2 separate regions of the Canis lupus genome follow, and region 2 is linked to region 1. A link is a contact called in public Hi-C data. All regions are on one chromosome and are shown on one strand. Each heading gives the region's core, a stretch centred on a gene start, on an enhancer-like site or on the middle of the called end of the contact. The rest is flanking DNA. Distances are from core to core; before and after follow the strand shown.

Region 1 (3,899 bases), core at 708-3,207:
GTTGGCCAAGTGAAGCAGGATGCCATCCCAGTGAAAGGGGATGGCCTTAAAGCCAAAGGACCTGCCTGACTCAGTGTGAGAGGGGCAGGATCAGAGAAGGCTTCCTGGGGGAGATGACCTCTAAGCCGAAATCTGAAAGTGGTAGAAAGGAGGAGGGTGGTGCTCATAGCAGGAGGAACAGCATTGGTGGCCACCGGAAATGCAGGAGAGCTCAAGTGGTTAAAGTAAATAAGGAAGGGATGGAATGTGAATGTAGCTGGACAGTAGGCCCTTGGACTTGAGCTAGCAGGATCCTGAAGCCATGCTGAGTACTGGAGAGCCATGGAAGACTGTCAGCAGGTGATAAGATTTAGAAAACATCCCTCTCCTCTCCGCCTCAAGCTCCTATACTCTTCTTGGACTTCTAGGTCCTTGTGCCAGGACTCGGCCTGTGGGATGTGGTCACACTGCACATGTGTGTGCACACACACAAACAACACACATGCTCACTCTGGCCCATCCAGCTGCTGAGCTTGCAGTTGGGTGACCCTTTCTGCTGAGCCAGCCTGGCCCCAGCCTGAGCTCCAGGACAGATGGGCCAGGCTGGCAGGGTGGGGGTGGAGTCCCTTCTCAGCCATACACCCTAGCAGAACTAGGAGGGTTTCAGAGACCAAAGAGTATAATTGCCTCACCCATTACACAGATGGAGATGCTGAGGCCCAAAGAAGCAGAGGCTTATCTAGAGTCATAACAAACACCCAGGTCAAGGGGTTCCTCACATCCCCAATACACACTGGACTTCCCTGGCCTCAGCCCCCACCCCAGCATGTCCCTCCCTTCCTACACCAAGCCCCTGATTTCCTCCTTTTATAGCCCTCTCTGATCCCCAATGCTGCAGTATTAGCAGGACAGGGCATCAGCATAGTCTTGCCCTCAGCACCTCAGAGGTGCAGATGGAGATGGGCCACTCACTGTGGTTGGGTGGTCCATGGAGACCTGGGTGGCAGCCCACAGCCCTGCCTGCATCATGCATGTCAGCTGGTGCAGCTCATGCCCCGGGCCAATCTCAAACAGGCCAATGCGAGCCTGCTTGTCTCGGAGACGCCAGAGGAGGCCACAGCGGCCAGAGGTCGAGGTGGCTGCTCTGCATCCAGCCTCTGGGGAGGGGGCCAGGACCTGGTGGCAGGAGGCACAAGAAGCAATGAACACACGGAAGCATCGCAGAGGGGAAAGACTTGGGTTTGAATCCCACCTCCAGTACATGTGAGCCCTCCTATTATCATTCCCTGCCTCAGTTTCCTCAGTTGTAAAACACGGATAATGCTGGTACCCACCTCACTGGGTGTTGTGATGCAGTCAGCACCCAGACTAGAATGATGGTTATTATTATCAGTAGGTAGAGGATGCTTTCCACAGCCAAACCTGTCTCTCACCATCTGTATGATCCTAGGTAAGTCACCTAACCCTTCTGCATCTCCTTTTCTCATCTGTGAAATGAGAACTATAATAACCCCTTGGCATTTTGAGCTCCATGCACAGGAACCCTTGATAGTAGGAGCTGTGACGCCAGGGACTCCTCTATTCCACTCCTGATGCGAAGTTCCTCCAGGCCGAGCAGAGGATCAGCTGGAAGCTGAGCTCGTAGCAGCTGACCCATTAGTAGTGGGCACCCACCATGTACCCAGCACTGGCCAAGAGCTTGACCCGCTAGCAGCACAGTGAAGGAGCTTTTTCCCCGGATAAGAAAACTGAGCAAGTTCTCTGGGGACACCCACCAGACTTCCCCCTCCATACCTGCGGGCCCCGCGTGGGGCGTGTCCTGGTCCCCGCCCAGAGCTGGACCCTCCTGGCCTTGGATGGGGGTGTGTCCGCGCCGCACGGGTATCGGAGGCCTGGGCCCTGTCCCCCAACCCTTCCCTTTCCTGTCCTCTCTTGCGGCCGAACCTACCTCGCGGGGCCCCGGGCTCGGTGCGGCCATCGCCCCCGCAGCAGCTTCCCGGGCTCCAGCCGCGTCCCCGCCGCCGCGCTGCAGGAGCCGGTCCCCGCCCCGGCTTCTGGGCCGACCAATAGGGCGGCGCCGGTCACGGCTGCAGCCAATCCGCGCGGGAGGCGCCGGCGAGCGCCTGCGGAGCCCGCCCCCGGAGCTGCAGCATCCTTCAGGCCGCTGTCCCGGCTGGGGCGGGGCCGCCACGCGTGGCACGGGGTCGCCAGGAGGGAAGATCTCCCCTGTCCGTCTCCTGAAGCGGAGGACTCAGGTCTCGGGGCCGCTTGGGGAGGCGGGAACCTGAATCGAAATCCCGCCCACCCACTCTGGCGTGAAATTCCCACAGACTGTCCCTCGGGCGAGGAAACTCAGGTCCAGAGAGAGAAGTGAGTACCTCCAGGTCACACAGGAAGTCTGGCGCATGCATTCATTCAGTCTATTTTGATCGCTCACTATGGGCAGGAGCCCTGCTAGGCCCTGGGGATTCAGTGGTGAGTGAGAGGAACACAGCTGCCAGCCTCATCTTTTAAAAGCATAAATCGGATGATGTCACTCTCATGCTTGAAGCCTCCAGTGGCATCCCTCTGCACTAGAACAAAATCCACACCCCTCGCCACGGGCCCCAGGCCCATCTCAAACCACCCTGCCTACACCCGCCCAACAGCCAGCCACAAGGGGATCCCCCACCCCTCCTTAGGCAGAAAATTCTTTCACAGCTGGGGCTTTTGCAGGTGCCCTTCCTACTGCTTGAAATCCTTTCCCCTATTCTTTCTTGTCATTCTTTTCACCTTGCTCGACTCTCTAAGTGTCCTCTCATTCTTGACCACATCACCTTGTGTTATTTTCTTCATCACCCTTAACACTGTCAGAAATTGTCTTGTTCATTATATTCCCCCACCACCACCAGGATGGGAGCACCAGAAGGGCAGGAACCGTGCTGGGCTCACTTCTTGGCTCAGTGCCTGGCACAAACCAGTATTTCATAAGTATGTGTCGAGCCACTGTGAGTAGGATGTGCAAAAGGCTTCAGTGAATCCCAGGAAATGAAAGGTAAGGGTAGCTGGAGTGAGAAGTGAACAAAGATACATGCAGGTTCTTTCAGATCATGTAGGGAGGGGGTGGGAACCCAGGCAAGCATTATATGTAGAAGATGTTCAGATGTTCTTAAAAAGGTCATGGTTGTTATGTATAGTCACATTGGAGGGGCCAGAGTAGGAGGGGGTGAGGAATCTTTTGATGACTTAGGGCAGAGAAGAGTGGATTTGCATTGGGAAGGTGACTGGTGGGGGAGGGGAGGAAGGAGGGAGAACAGACAGGATTTGGGGTTGTGTGGATGCGCGCTAGGAGGAGGAAGCCAAGGTCAATAATATTGGCCAGGCTTCTGGCTGGGTTTGGGGCCATAGGATGATGCCAGTCATGGGAGGGGGCAAGGCATGAGGGGAGGAGGAGTCTGGGAATTCAGATCATGACAGGATGAATTGGAGATGCCACTATGACATCCAACGGCAGATAACTGGTGCATGAGCAATATGTTGGGGCTCAGGAGGTGAGCCTGGCTAAGGACAAGTGTGGGGTGGGAAGGCTTGTGACCAAGTCCCAAGGAGCCCACCATCTCATGGCAGAAGTGGAGCAGGGAGACATGAAGTATGAGAATGAGCCTCATAGACACTGAGAGCATCTGAAAGTACATCTGGGGGGATGTCACAGGCCAGCATGGGGTCACCAGTGGTCTGAGTGGGTGCAGCCCTCCCAAGTGACACTGAGGGCCATGAAGGTGAGGAACAGCAGGCAGCAGGTGTGGACACCCTTTTGGGAATTTGGCTATTTGGGGTAGGTGGGGGGAGACCTGGAGGGAATTACTGGGCTGATGGACAGTCCTTTACGTGGGGCCTCTAGCACACTCTTGAAACACAAGAAGGATCCTGGTGAGAGGCAG
Region 2 (3,899 bases), core at 744-3,243, 140 kb before region 1:
TGTAACTATCATAAATAAATAAAAAATAAAAAAAAAATACATGTTGTTCCTCTTACTGAGGCTTCAAGGGGGGCTCAGGGCTGTTATGATATAACACAGCAGCTCTAGAGTCACACAGCCCTGGGCTTCAGTCCCTCCGCTTGCACATCCTAGCTGTGTGACCTTAGGCAAGTCGCTTGACCTTTCCGAGCCCCATTTGCCACATCAGCAAAATAGAGATTGTCGTACCCACCTCCTATGGACAGCAAGAGGACTGAAGGAAAGCATGTAAATAACACACTTAGTAGGGTGCCTGGCACCCAAAATAGCTTCACAAGTAACATAGATAATGATGGTGATCACCAGAAATGCCTCTGATGGGTCAGCTATGCTTCAGACGTCACCTCACTGAATTCCCAGCACAGTTCAATGGCAGGAGTTTAATTTCCCTTTTTGCAGATGACACGGGCCATGGAAGGCACCACCAGGGGTGGCATAGGCAGCAGGTGAAGTGTATTTGTGTGTGTGTGTGTGTGTGTGTGTGTGTGTGTGTGTAGGGGTGGAGGGCAGAGGGGCAGGGAGGGGGGCTGTTCGAGCACCTGGGCGGGGGATGAACCGAGAAGGAGGTGGTTGGGAACCCGAGGGGCCCACTCTGTGGTTCTGTCCTTCCTGTCAGCTGAGCTCCCGTCCCGACTAGGGCGGCAGGGCTCGGGTGATACCATCTCCCTCATTTCCGCAGGGGAGCGTGAGTTCCCTCCGCCCCCGCCCCGCCCCCAGCCGTGGGAGTGCCCCCCCCCAAAGCCACCGCGTCGACAACCCCCTGGCCTCCAGATGAGTGAAAAGGGAAAATCCTGGCATTTTCACTTCCTGGGCCCACTCTGCCTCCTCGGGTCCTCACCACCACGTTGGACTATATAGGAGGATGCCCTCATTGGTGAGAGAGCAGGCTGAGGCCCAGAGAGGGAAGGGACTCACCCAGGATCACACAGCAGGGCTGAGCCTGGATGAGGGCTCAAGGCTCTGGACTGCTGGGGTCAGTGTTCTAGGGCTTTCCTTCCCAGCCCACCCCCTACTTGGTCTCAGCCTCTGCCTTCAGACAAACTGTTGGAAAATTCTGATGCTCTGCGCTTAGCTATGTCATGGGCCAGAAATGTGCCAATTGCCAGGAGGGGGACCAAGAACTGTGGTCTCCTGACCACCGGAGTTGGGGTTGGGGGTATCTGGAGGAAATAGTAGAGCAGGACAGGGAGGGAAACCGAGGCCGAGTCCAGGGACATGGGATTGACCTGCCGGGAAGCCCCATATGATCTCAGGCAAGTCTCTGAGCCCCAATATTTTCATCTGTGGGATACAGTCATAATCCTGGCCCTATATGCTCCCCCCCTCACCCCCCGTGCTATCAGATGGAAGGACTCAGGGGAAGCAGAAGTTTGCTGAGACCAGGAAGGGACTGACCTGGGGAAGCAGTGATAGTGGGTGTGACCCCCTCATGGAGTTGCACTGGGTCCCAACATCACTGCTCTTGGGGAGTGACGTGGGACAGCATCCCATGGTGCACCGTACCCTCTCCAGCCCCAGTAACTTCCAACCAGAGCACCCTCCTCCCTCCCCCATGTGAACCAGCCCCAGAGGCAGGGCATGGAGTGTGTGGAGCTTTCCCCTTGCTCAGCCATGGGGTCCAGGGAAACCGGAGGTGGACACACAGACGAATGCAGGGACAGAGGAACAGAGATGGGCAGGGTCAGACAAGAAGCAGAGATAGAGAGCCAAACCAGCCGGAGACAGAGAAGAGCTACTGGACCACAGTGACGGAGGGGTGGAGACAGGGAGTCCAGAAGCAGGGAGCTCTGGAGAGGAGCAGAGATGGAGAGAAAGAATTAGAAAGGAGACAGTGATGAAGAAGCAAGTGCAGACAGAGGCCGAGCTGGAAGGATAGACAGAGGATGAGAGACAGTGCAGAGGGCACCCCGCACTCACTGAACTTTCTGCTGGCTTTCTTGGGTCCCTCTGTCATCTTGGCAAGTACCGCAGAGCCCCTGGCCAGCTCCGGACATCAATGCTGAGGTTCCTCCCTCACCTCCCCTTCCCCTTTCTCGCACCCTCTCACTCGCTTCCTCTGTGTATTTTTAAACCAGTGAAACTCCCACAGCTCCACCCTCCCCATCCTCTCCACAGGGGGCGGGGGCCAAGGCCTCCCCTAGTCTGGGCCCCTGTGGGCTGCCTTCTTGGCCTTGGCTGTGTGGGGGGCAGGGGGCAGACCACAAGCCCATGGGACCTGGAGGGCCTGGGAGACAAACCACAGGCCCAGGGAATGGAGCCTGCTGGGGGGGGGGCGGGGGGCGGAGAGACCTGCCAAAGGCTGTCAGGGGGTCTGGCCAGCGGCTGGAAGGGTGCTGGGAGTCAGGCCTGCCCACAGGGCAGTTTGTTCTAACTCTCGGTGTCTGGGGGAAGGACTGGCAGCAGTGAAGAGTGTGGTGGTTAGGCCTGTGGCCCTGGGACCACCCAAATCAACGTTCCAGTATTGGCTGTCTACTTTGTCATCTTGGCTGGCTGCTTGCCCTGTGTGATCCCGGCCAGGCCACTGACCTCTCTGAGCCTCAGGTTCCTCACTGTGAGCAGGGGGTATTTGCCATGCCTACCTCACAGGGTCCAGTGCTTGGTGCAAAGCCTGGCACAGAATGAGTGCCTGCCATGGCATGATCATTCCCTCTTAAGCCAGCAGAGACATGGTGGTAATTTGGTCCCCCACGCCCATTGGACGTGGGGAAACCGAAGAACAGATGGGCAGAGGGATTGTCCCAGGTCATATGGCAGGTTGATGGCATAGACTGGGTTACATCTGACCCATTTAGGTCCTAAGCCCACAGCTCGGTGGTTTTCCACCCTATAACATGTGTGTGTATGTACGTGCGCACACATATGTATGCTCAAGTGGGCAGGAGAGAGATGAGGAAATGAAACTGCCCAACACAGGTTGTCCCAGACACCTGCGGACGCTGTCAGCTGCTGCTGGTGTTGAGGTGGCCAGGGGTTGTTCAGATCCCAGCTCTGTGTACTGCAAGCAAGTTACTGCTGCCTCTGAAGCCCCAGTCACCCCATCTCTAGAATGGGCACACATGCAAGGTACTCCGTTAACCCACAGAGGCCCTAGCATGATTGGACATAATTATCCTGGCCCCCAGGCTGGCAAGAGGGAGTCCAAGGTCAGATGGGGCCCTTCCTGCATCCTCAGTAAAAAACAATGATGACTAACATCTTCTGATCACTTGGTACATTCCAGCCAGAGCTCAGTCCTCCTGCCCTAGGAGATAAATGTTTCTCTCCTCCCCATTTTATAGATGTGGAAACTGAGGGCCTCCCCCAAAGTCAGCTTACCTGGAATTAGGACCTGCTGAGGGCCTAACTTCCACACCCACAGCTCCAGAGCTGCCCCTGCCCCCTGCAGCTGGATGATGGGCCTTGGTAGGGGAAGCATCTGATTGAAACTTTTTCGTGGGATAAGAGGGGACTGGAGTCCCTGAGGGAAAAAGAGACACACCCTATGAGACCCAGACAGCAGGGTCTTGCTCACAGACAGATCTGGATGGGACCAGTGTTCAAAGTTCAAATGAAGGGATGGGGTTTCTGGGTCATGGGCTTGGGAAGAAACAGTCCTTCTACTGAGTCCTGACCCTGAGCCAGGCGTGGAGCTGAAAGCCTCACAGATCATCTGCTCAGTCCCTGCAACAGACCTGTGAGGCAAGTGTTGGTACTCTCCCATTGTACAGATGAGCAAACTGAGGCTGAAGAGGAGCAGAGGCTAGACAGACGCACCCCCAGGTGTCCTAGCTTCCTGGCCAGAGCCCTCTCCCACCTGCAGTTGTCCGAAGAGAGAGAAGGGTGAATCCCTGAGTGACTCAGTGGTTTGGCGCCTGCCTTCA

Evidence for each region. A called contact is a pair of places that touch in the nucleus more often than the background predicts.
Region 2: a Hi-C map of blood shows a contact between it and region 1, with 2.9 times the contacts expected there. The contact joins the promoter of SH2D3C here to the promoter of PIP5KL1 in region 1. A contact is called at or near these places in 2 of 9 Hi-C or Micro-C datasets (both in blood).

What each region holds. Positions count from the first base shown.
Region 1 is chr9:55,577,008-55,580,906 of UU_Cfam_GSD_1.0, reverse strand. PIP5KL1 (phosphatidylinositol 4-phosphate 5-kinase-like protein 1) reads right to left here and starts at 1,957. Exons shown (of 11, transcript XR_005364954.1): 1 at 1,928-1,957; 2 at 952-1,155.
Region 2 is chr9:55,712,402-55,716,300 of UU_Cfam_GSD_1.0, reverse strand. It overlaps SH2D3C (SH2 domain-containing protein 3C), which reads right to left and starts at 1,993. Exons shown (of 12, transcript XM_038549278.1): 1 at 1,957-1,993. The coding sequence starts at 1,993.